3 separate regions of the Mus musculus genome follow, and all the other regions are linked to region 3. A link is a contact called in public promoter capture Hi-C data. All regions are on one chromosome and are shown on one strand. Each heading gives the region's core, a stretch centred on a gene start, on an enhancer-like site or on the middle of the called end of the contact. The rest is flanking DNA. Distances are from core to core; before and after follow the strand shown.

Region 1 (3,099 bases), core at 340-2,839, 200 kb before region 3:
TCCCTCTCCCTCCTGTGTGTGTGTACAAAGCCAGTCATGCCACACACACCTGTAATCCCCATCAGTCTCTGGTCCCAGAAGCTGGCACAGAGTAGATTGTCTCATCTGCGCAGCCGCGGACCCTCTCAGGAGCCATCACTTCTGGTGGATTTGTTCATTTCATGCTAACGCTTTCCCAACCTTTGGACAGACCTTTGGACAGAGTTCCTCTGGGCCTTCTTAGACTTCCATGACCTTTCTAGCCCCGGCCATTTATCTGGTTTGTTTACGTGAGTTATTTGTGTTACTCCATGTTATCCATACACATAAAATTAAAATAAAAGAGAAACTTTACAAAGAAAAGGAGGAAGAAGAGGAGGAGGGAGAAGAAGAGGAGGGGAAGGAGGAGGAAGAGGAGGAGAAGAGGAGGAGGGAGAGGAGGAGGAAGGAGAGGAGGAGGAGGAGGAGAAACAGCAGCAGCAGTAGACAATGACCACTTCCTGGAAGGGATTATACGCACTTACCCAAGTGGGAATAGTAGCTGTCATTGCACGCACAACCTCCGGTACTGGCCTGATACTCATCCAAAGCACAGGTGCCACCTCCCGGACCACTGCTCTGGTTAGAGTTGGAGGGTGCTTTACTGGTCCCGATCATAGTGGAGGATTTGGTTGTCTCTGAGGAGCTAGGAACAAGGGCTGTAGAATGGTCCGATGACTGGGTTGTACCCAGGCTGACGCTTGAGTCCGTCTGTGCTGGCTGGGAAGGTGTCTGTGTGATTGTGCTGTGGTGTGTGTCAGGTGACATACTCATTGTTGTGGGGCCTGTTGCTGGGGTTGGGGGTATAGTTGTAGTGTCCCTTTCCTGAGTCTCAGATGTGCCTGTGCTAAGCACAGTGGTCCTCAGATTAGCTGTGGTTGGTGAAGAGGTGTCTCTAGTTGTCACGGTTGTTGTGTGTAAAGGTTTATTTGTGTCAATGGCTTTATCCAGTGTTGATGAGGGTGCAGTTAGAGTTAACTTCTCAGGCACGGTGGGTATCCCAGTTCCAGATGACAGGATGGCATCCTCTGGTGTGCTTGATGTCGTTGAGGGTGTTGTCATTGAAGTTGTTGTTGTTGTCACAGTCATGTCTGCCTCCCCTGGGCTTGGGGACACTGAGGATCTCATTCCAGTGGTGATGGGCCTTGGTGGTGGCAGTGTTGTGAGTTTAGTCCTGCTGTCGCTTGAGTCCGTCTGTGGCTGGGAAGGTGTCTGTGTGATTGTGCTGTGGTGTGTGCCAGGTGACATACTCATTGTTGTGGGGCCTGTTGCTGGGGTTGGGGGTACAGTTGTAGTGTCCCTTTCCTGAGTCTCAGATGTGGCTGTGCTAAGCACAACGGTCCTCAGATTAGCTGTGGTTGGTGAAGAGGTGTCCCTAATTGTCACAGTTGTCATGTGTAAAGGTTTATTTGTGTCAATGGCTTTATCCAGTGTTGATGAGGGTGCAGTTAGAGTTAACTTCTCAGGCACGGTGGGTATCCCAGTTCCAGATGACAGGATGGCATCCTCTGGTGTGCTTAATGTCATTGAGGTTGTTGTCATTGAAGTTGTTGTTGTCATCAAAGGTGTCGTCATGGTCATGTCTGCCTCCCCTGGGCTTGGGGACACTGAGGATCTCATTCCAGTGGTGATGGGCCTTGGTGGTGGCAGTGTTGTGAGTTTAGTCCTGCTGTCGCTTAAGTCCGTCTGTGCTGGCTGGGAGGGCATCTGTGTGACTGTGTTGTGGTGTGTGTCCTGTGGCTTGCTCGTCATTGTGGGGCTTGTTGCTGGGGTTGGGGGTACAGTTGTAGTGTCCCTTTCCTGAGACTCAGATGTGCCTGTGCTAAGCACAGTGGTCCTCAGGTTAGCTGTGATTGGTGAAGAGGTGTCCCTAGTTGTCATGGCCGCCGTGTGTAAAGGTTTATTTGTGTCAATGGCTTTGTCCGGTGTTGGTGAGGGTGGAGTGGCTACAGTGAATAAAATTGTGGTTTCGGATGACTCTACCAGCTCCTTTGCTGCAGAGGTCACCGTGGAATCTAACAGTGACATACTATTGGTGACTGTCTTCACGGCCGTGTGTACCGTCTGCTCAGTGGTCTCTGTTTCACTACTGCTTTGGGGTGATGTTGGAAGAGTAGCTGATGTCATCTGTCCCTGGGACTGAGATGTGGTTGCCTTGTTCACTGATAAACTGTTGAGTTCCTTTGTGGAAGTAGGGCCATTGGTTCGCTGAGACACAACTGAACTTGTGGACGGGCAGGAGAGATTCTTGTTAAGCTCAACGCCTTTTGAGGAAGGTGGGATTGAGGCAACATTGCCTGCGAAAACAGGAACAAGGAAAATAAAGACACTGGCTGACTGTTCCTACCACTTCCTAGGCACTTGAGCTCCCGCGCTCCTGATGAGGAGTTCCAATACAACTAATAGTGGAGCAGCGGCGAGTTCGTATAGCGAGTCACGCTCATTTCCTGTCAGCTCTGCCCTGATCGATTTCAGAGACTGGCTGGAGAGCCTTCTGCTGCAGGCTCCTGACTGCATGCTAAATACTCACCTCATAGCCACATAGAGGTGTAGCTCTCTCCAGCTTCTGCAGCAGCAGCAGCAGCTGCCGCCAACGGACACCATTACAGAAAGCCACAACTAGTCAAAACTCAGAGAACTGACCTTGGAGTGCCCAGCCCCAACAGATGGATCTGAAACACATCCCTTCACCTAAAGTCTGGGGTGGGGGCGGGGTGGGGGTGCTGGAAAGATTCTAAGAGCTGGAGGACTAAGGTGTTTACTTAGAAATAGTATCTTCTTAAGGGGGGGGAGAGGGGCTGGAGAGATAGCTCAGTGGTTAAGAGCACTGACTGCTCTTCCAGAGGTCCTGAGTTCAAATCCCAGCAACCACATGGTGGCTCACAACCATCAGTAATGGGATGAGATGCCCTCTTCTGGTGTGTCTGAAGACAGCAACAGTGTACTGATATGAATAAAATAAATAAATAATTCTTTAAAAAAATAAAAGAAGAAGGAGAGGGTAGGGTGATACTTTGTATTAAATTCTCCTTTCCATTTATTTAAATACTTATTTAATTATTTATTTAATGTATATGAGTG
Region 2 (2,919 bases), core at 98-2,597, 150 kb after region 3:
ACCGTACATGAGCACAGAGCTCACAAGTGCACTGACACACAGCCTGGACGGGAGGGACAAGCACTTTATAATTCATTCATTCGAGACTCCGATTATCCTCCTCCCATTTATCGTAAGGAAATCCGCACCTGGGCAGCACTGGCTGGCGACTAGGAATTATACAACCTAGGCTTTAGAGCAGTGCCAGCAGCTGTGACTCCTTCCTGTTTGTGACTGTCTGCATATTGGCCATTGCACACACAGTCTCTGAAATCCTTAACCCTGTGAGTCAGGTCAGGTCTAACCTGGCTCTGTCGTCTTCTAGCCTGGCAAGAGGGTCAATCTGCCTGCATCTTCATCGCTTCAAATACAGCTTAGCCTGACAGCAGCCACGGCCCCAGGCGTGGGACAGGTGTAAAGGCTGCATCCTCTTTCAAGGCTTCAATTTGAGGATGTGGCCTGGCAGGTGGCCGGAGGAATGCTACTGTCACCATTGAAATGGGATTGGGTGCTACGGCAACTCAGGTACCCACCAGCCCGAAAGTGGTGAGGGGGTGTGGGCTCGGGGCCCGGGCCCAATTCCTTTTAGGTTTCCCTGAGTGCCCAGCCTCTCTGGTACCTGTCAGTTTCTCCGCAATGGGTTTGAATTCCTCCGGACTGATGTACATATCCTGGTCAGTGTCCAGCGAGGAAAAGAGAAAGAGGCCATCTGTCCCCAGGACCTTTAATGCCGATTCCTGCTGGGAAGGAAGGAGCTGAGCTAAGCATCACCATGGGCCCCAAACTCTCCATCCCAGTCCCTGAAGCAGGGAGCTGCTTCCTGCTACAGTGGCTCCTGCCATTCTTTTCCAGAGTCCCCTCCACACTTGCCAGCCCATTTGCTCAAATGTCACTTCCCAACAGTCCCAGAGTTCCTTGTCCCCTTTTCAGTCGCGTCTGGTCCCAGCTTCACTCCACGTCTTCATCCATTGTCTACTCCGAGTTCCCTCCCTCCTCTCCCAAAGGCCCGGTCCTACTTTTTACCCTGTCCTGGCCATTGTCCCCTCCGGCCTCCCCACTTCCCCCCTTCCCTGGTGCGGGGTAGAGCTTTGCTCTGCGCCTCTTTCTGCAGCCACTGTCCCCCTCCTGTCCCCTCCGACCTGCCGCGCGGCCGCCTGGGCGTCGGCGAGGAGCGCGCAGGCCCGGGCAGCGGCGACAGCGGCGGCGGCCGCCAGCAGGGCTCCGAGCAGCGCCAGGGCGCGGGCGCGGCGGCGTGGAGGCGCGGGCTGAGCGCCGGGGTCCGGGCTGTGCGGGCGGCGCGCTGCGGGCCTGGCCTGGCCCATGGCGGCGGCTCCGGGGATCCCGGCGGCTGCAGGGAAGGGGATCGCACGGCGCGGGGCGGGCGGCGCGGGGCGGGGCGGAGCTGGGAGGGAGGGCGTCAGCAGGGTGGACTGCCGGCCCATCACTGCCGGGGAAAGAGGGAGGTCCCGAGGGCACAGCGCCTGCTCAGCCGGTCCATAGGCCCTCTACCTCGCCGCTTCCAAAATAAATAAAATAATAAATAAATAAATAAATTCTTTTAGACATCCTTTCACTCTGTAGCTCAGGCAAGCCTGAAACTCGCTGTGTTGTCCAAGCTGACCCTGAACTTGTGATGCTCCTCCTGTCTTCTGAGCCTCCAAGTATAATCACCCTCATCCCTGCGCACACACACAGGCTATGATCACCCTCATCCCTGCACACACAGGCTATGATCACCCTCATCCCTGCACACACAGGCTCTTTCCCTTTCTCCCTCCCTTCCATCCAAAGTTCAGTTAGTTCTGCAAAATGTGTGTGCCATAGTGAAAGAGTGCTGTTGAAATTATGATCTAAAATATGGTTAGGACTCAAAAGAACTCCTGGGAACTGGGGAGAGGACACAGCGGGTTGTTGCAGAAGCTGATCCCTAGCACCCGTGCTAAAAAGCCAGATGTGCCCACACATTATTTAATAGGAAGGTTGAGCAGAAAAACCCTTGGGACTTGTTGGCCAGTTAGTCTAGCCAAACAGGTGAGAGACCCTGTCTCAAAAAATAAGTTGGAGAGTGATAGAGGAAGAGACCTGACATTGGCATAATACGCATACACACACACATAGTACACACATACATACACACACATAGACTCACACACGTACACATATATACATACATACATGAATATGCACATAGACTCAAACACACACATATACACATACATACATACATACATGAATATGGACACAGACTCAAACACACACATATACACATACATACATACATTCATACATACAAACATACATATACACACATAGACTCACATATACATACACACATATACACACATAGACTCATACACATACATATACACACGTACACACATACATACACACATATACATACATACATACATGAATATATACACAGACTCACCCACACATATATACACACATACACATATACACACATACACAACACACATACTCTCACACACATATACACACATATATACATATACACATATACACATACACATATACACACATATACACATACCCACATAGACTCACGTACATACACACATACATATGCACACACATAGACTCACATACATACACACATAATATGCACACACATAGACTCACATACATACACACACATGTATACAATACATACATACATACATATACATACACACATATATATATATACATACACACATATACACTCACATGCATATACATACATACACACACACACACACACACATGAATCCACTTTATAATACCAGAACAGAACATGACTGAGCAGGTTTTAGCCACACATAAAAATGGTGGCCTCCAATGATGGCTGGACCCAGCACCTCCCCTTCAGGATCCAGCTGAAGGGCTTTCTTTAGATCGCTCCTGATCACACACAGGCAGTGAGCACTGAGGCCTTCC
Region 3 (3,136 bases), core at 347-2,846:
TCTCCCTCTGCAGCCAGCACTAACTGCCCCCATGTCTCACACGCCCTTTCCTAACTTTCAATCCTGTCTTTCCCTGCTCTCTGCTCCCACGCTCAGGGGACACACTCACTCTCCTCAGAACTCCAGTGGCATTTTATCTCTCTTTTATGACAGGAGCTGCAGCTGCTTCACCATCATGTGACCCACATGTGTCTTGCAGCGGCAGTCTTGGTTCTCCAGTGTGTGTGCTCAGCCTCGGGGGAGGAGGGTCGGGCCGGGGTGGGGTGGGGTGGAGTGGGTGGAGTCTGGCAGAGGCTCCTCCCCCTTCCCACTGGCTGTGCGGTCCACAGCCTGCAACAGAATTTAGCTCCTCTTCCCTTCCTCCTTTTTGTATTAGTGGGTGTCTTAAAATTTGCGCTGGAAGAACAAAAGAGGAAAAGGAATAGTAGAGAGAAAATTATTGCCTCCCAACGTTAAGTAGAGTGACTCTGGCTGGCTTCTTGGGGTTTTTCCTCTGGACCAGATGATTGGCAGGCAGGAAGGTGTGTGTGTGTGTGTGTGTGTGTGTGTGTGTGTGTGTGTGTGTGTGTGTGTGTGTGTGTGTATGTGTGTGTGTGTAGTAACAGCTGTGGCCTTAAACAGTTCAGGACTATGAGTTCTTCAGTTACACACGTGTATGTGCCGAGGCAGGGACAGGGGTGATTGCAGGGAGCGTTGGCAGCAACCATCTCCAAAGTCTCTCTTTGCCCAGGCTTGCTCTGGCTTGCACACTGATCCTCCCAGAGGAGGACTCAGAATGTCCAAACAAACCGCGGGGGTGGGGGTGGGGGGCAGGGCCCCGCCCATGCAGGTGGTTTAGGCTGTAAGGAATAGGAATTGAAATGTTGCTTGCTTTAAGCCGGTTCGTGGGCTGAGTTAGACCTCTCTGCCTTGCTCTTGAGTCTGCAAAATTGGTCCAGCTACCTCCCTTCTCGGAAAGCTGTTGAGAGGGTTAGATGAAGCAGTGTTTATCAGAGACTTAGTACAGTGCTAGCTGAGGAAGAGCTGGACCTCAGTGGGGCGTTATTAGCCAGGGAAGGCAAAGTCTGGGCTGTAATCACTACAGCAGTTACTGTCAGATAGATACACGGTAGGTGCGGGGTCATTACGCAATAATCCTGAGACAGAGTCATGCATCCCAGGCTTGCCTTGAACTCCTAACCCTCCGGACACCACCCTCCTCAGTGCTGGGGTTACAGGTGTTCATCGCCGTAGCTGTTTTCTATAGTTCTGGGAATTGAACCCAGGGCTTCTTGTATGCTAGAACTGAGCCACACCCTTATGGTTTGTAGGTTTTGAGGGATCTGAGGACTAGCTCATCACCACTATCTCCTCACCCCACCAGAGGGAAATGAAGACCACAGTCCATAGGGCTGGGGATGGAATGGGTCGCTACCTAACAAGTGTAAGGCCCCGGCTTCCACCCCGCCACTGCAGAAAGACAACCGAAAGACGAGCCTGAAAACGTTGGCAAAGTCGCAAGTGTAAATAACGAATATGATTTAGTGAGTAGCTGGCAGGAAGGTCGGCTGGGGTGATAAGGATGTCAGGAAGTGGACAGGGTTGGCACATGACCTAGAGAAACAGCAAGTGAGGGAGAGACCAGCAAGAGGCTGTTCTGTGTTCTGTCTTCCAGCCAGCAAATTCCCGAGCACCCGGCTTTGGTCCAGCTGGTGATGAGATGGGGGCCGGCCAGTCTGTGTGCTTCCCACCCATCTCGGGACCCCACCACATTGGCTGCACGGATGTGATGGAGGGTCACAGTCTTGAGGTAAGTGTCCCAAGCTCCGCCCCTGCTCTGTTCCACTGCGGGGACTTCACCAGCACAGGTCCAAGTGTGTAAGTTCTGGGCTGCTAAGTTACAGCTGGGCAGAGTTTGGACATCAGCCTTTTGGCCTGTTTTCCTGCTGGCTTTTAAATTCCTCATTTAAACTCTTAGAACCTCCGCAGATGGCCGAGTTCTTTCTGCAGCAAGGAGGAGCCAGAGGCACCTCACAGACCCTTTCTCCTGTCGTGAGTCCAGGCATCTGACCCTAGAGAGGTTTTTCGATGCCATCCTGATGTAGGGGGACAGGATGAAGCATAGTGGGCCACAGGCCACTGTCCTGACTCTACAGCTTGGGTGGGAAGATGAGGTCTTCACCTCTAGCCTCCCATTCACTTCTCTCTGGTTTCTGAACCTCCTGCCAATTCCTAAGCTTTTCTTTTTCTTTGTTTCCTCTTCCTCCTCCTCCTCTTCCTCTTCTTCCTCCTCTTCCTTTTTAACATTTTTGAGGTTTCTCATGTAGCTCAGGCTGCCCTCCAACCGGAAATGTAGCCAAGAATGACCATAAGCCCCTGATCCTCCCACCTCCAGGACTTCAGGCACGTGCCACCATGACCCAACAAGTTCCTTAGGTTTTTGTCCCCGGTGGTTGGGCTCACCTCTGTTCTGTGAGAGACACCCACTTCCTGGTAACCCCTCTCCTGCTCCCTCTCCTGACCAAGCCTTCTGCTGCCACTGAGTTCATCCTAAGAGCAAAGACCTAGCCCCCCCACCTCCCTCGTTCGCACGGAGCCTAGGTCCACAGTATGGCGCTGTTCCAGGATGTAATTGGAAATGCACTTGACAGTCAGGACATAAGCCCTCTGATGTGCTAGCCACAAAATTGTTTCTGGATCGGAGGAAGCCTCTGTTTCTCTGTTGGTGCCCCAGACTCCTGCTGACCCCAAATGCCTAAGCTTTGTGGTCCCAGCAGCTGCTCCCTTCTTTTCCCCAGGGGAGCCTCTTCCGACTCTTCTACCCTTGCCAAGCATCAGAGAAGTGCGAGCAGCCCCTGTGGATTCCCCGCTACGAGTACAGCATGGGTCTGGCCGATTACCTGCAGTATAACAAGCGCTGGGTGGGGTTGCTGTTCAACGTGGGTATCGGTAAGGCTGGCCCGGCCCTGGCTGCTTCCCGGGTGCCTGGTTACATCCCCAGAAGAGACCCAGGCAGACACAGGAACTATTTAGCTTGCATAGTCCAGTCCTTGGTTTGGAGAGATGGGAGAGACTTGGACGCGTGAGAATCTGGGTCATGGGTTCAAATCCAGACTTTGTAATTTACTGGCAGTGGGACTTGGGCCAGTCCCTTATC

The links. Promoter capture Hi-C pulls out the DNA fragments that hold promoters and counts their contacts. Capture Hi-C pulls out chosen DNA fragments and counts their contacts.
Region 1: a promoter capture Hi-C map of stem cell-derived epiblast-like cells shows a contact between it and region 3, with 2.4 times the contacts expected there. The contact joins the promoter of Zpld2 here to the promoter of Pafah2 in region 3. A contact is called at or near these places in 3 of 39 promoter capture datasets (the C10 cell line, embryonic stem cells and stem cell-derived epiblast-like cells), 13 of 484 Hi-C or Micro-C datasets (CD4 T cells, the P5424 cell line, embryonic stem cells and 1 more) and 2 of 9 other capture datasets (adipose tissue and macrophages).
Region 2: a promoter capture Hi-C map of liver shows a contact between it and region 3. The contact joins the promoter of Selenon here to the promoter of Pafah2 in region 3. A contact is called at or near these places in 2 of 39 promoter capture datasets (embryonic stem cells and stem cell-derived epiblast-like cells), 1 of 15 datasets of contacts at CTCF or cohesin (embryonic stem cells) and 4 of 9 other capture datasets (adipose tissue, embryonic stem cells, liver and 1 more).

The regions. Positions count from the first base shown.
Region 1 is chr4:134,201,415-134,204,513 of GRCm38.p6, forward strand. Zpld2 (zona pellucida like domain containing 2) reads right to left here and starts at 1,590. Exons shown (of 8, transcript NM_001080712.1): 1 at 504-1,590. The coding sequence starts at 1,578.
Region 2 is chr4:134,550,819-134,553,737 of GRCm38.p6, forward strand. It overlaps Selenon (selenoprotein N), which reads right to left and starts at 1,348. Exons shown (of 12, transcript NM_029100.2): 1 at 1,119-1,348; 2 at 599-716. The coding sequence starts at 1,301.
Region 3 is chr4:134,401,316-134,404,451 of GRCm38.p6, forward strand. Pafah2 (platelet-activating factor acetylhydrolase 2) reads left to right here and starts at 1,597. Exons shown (of 10, transcript NM_001285874.1): 1 at 1,597-1,789; 2 at 2,778-2,928. The coding sequence starts at 1,700.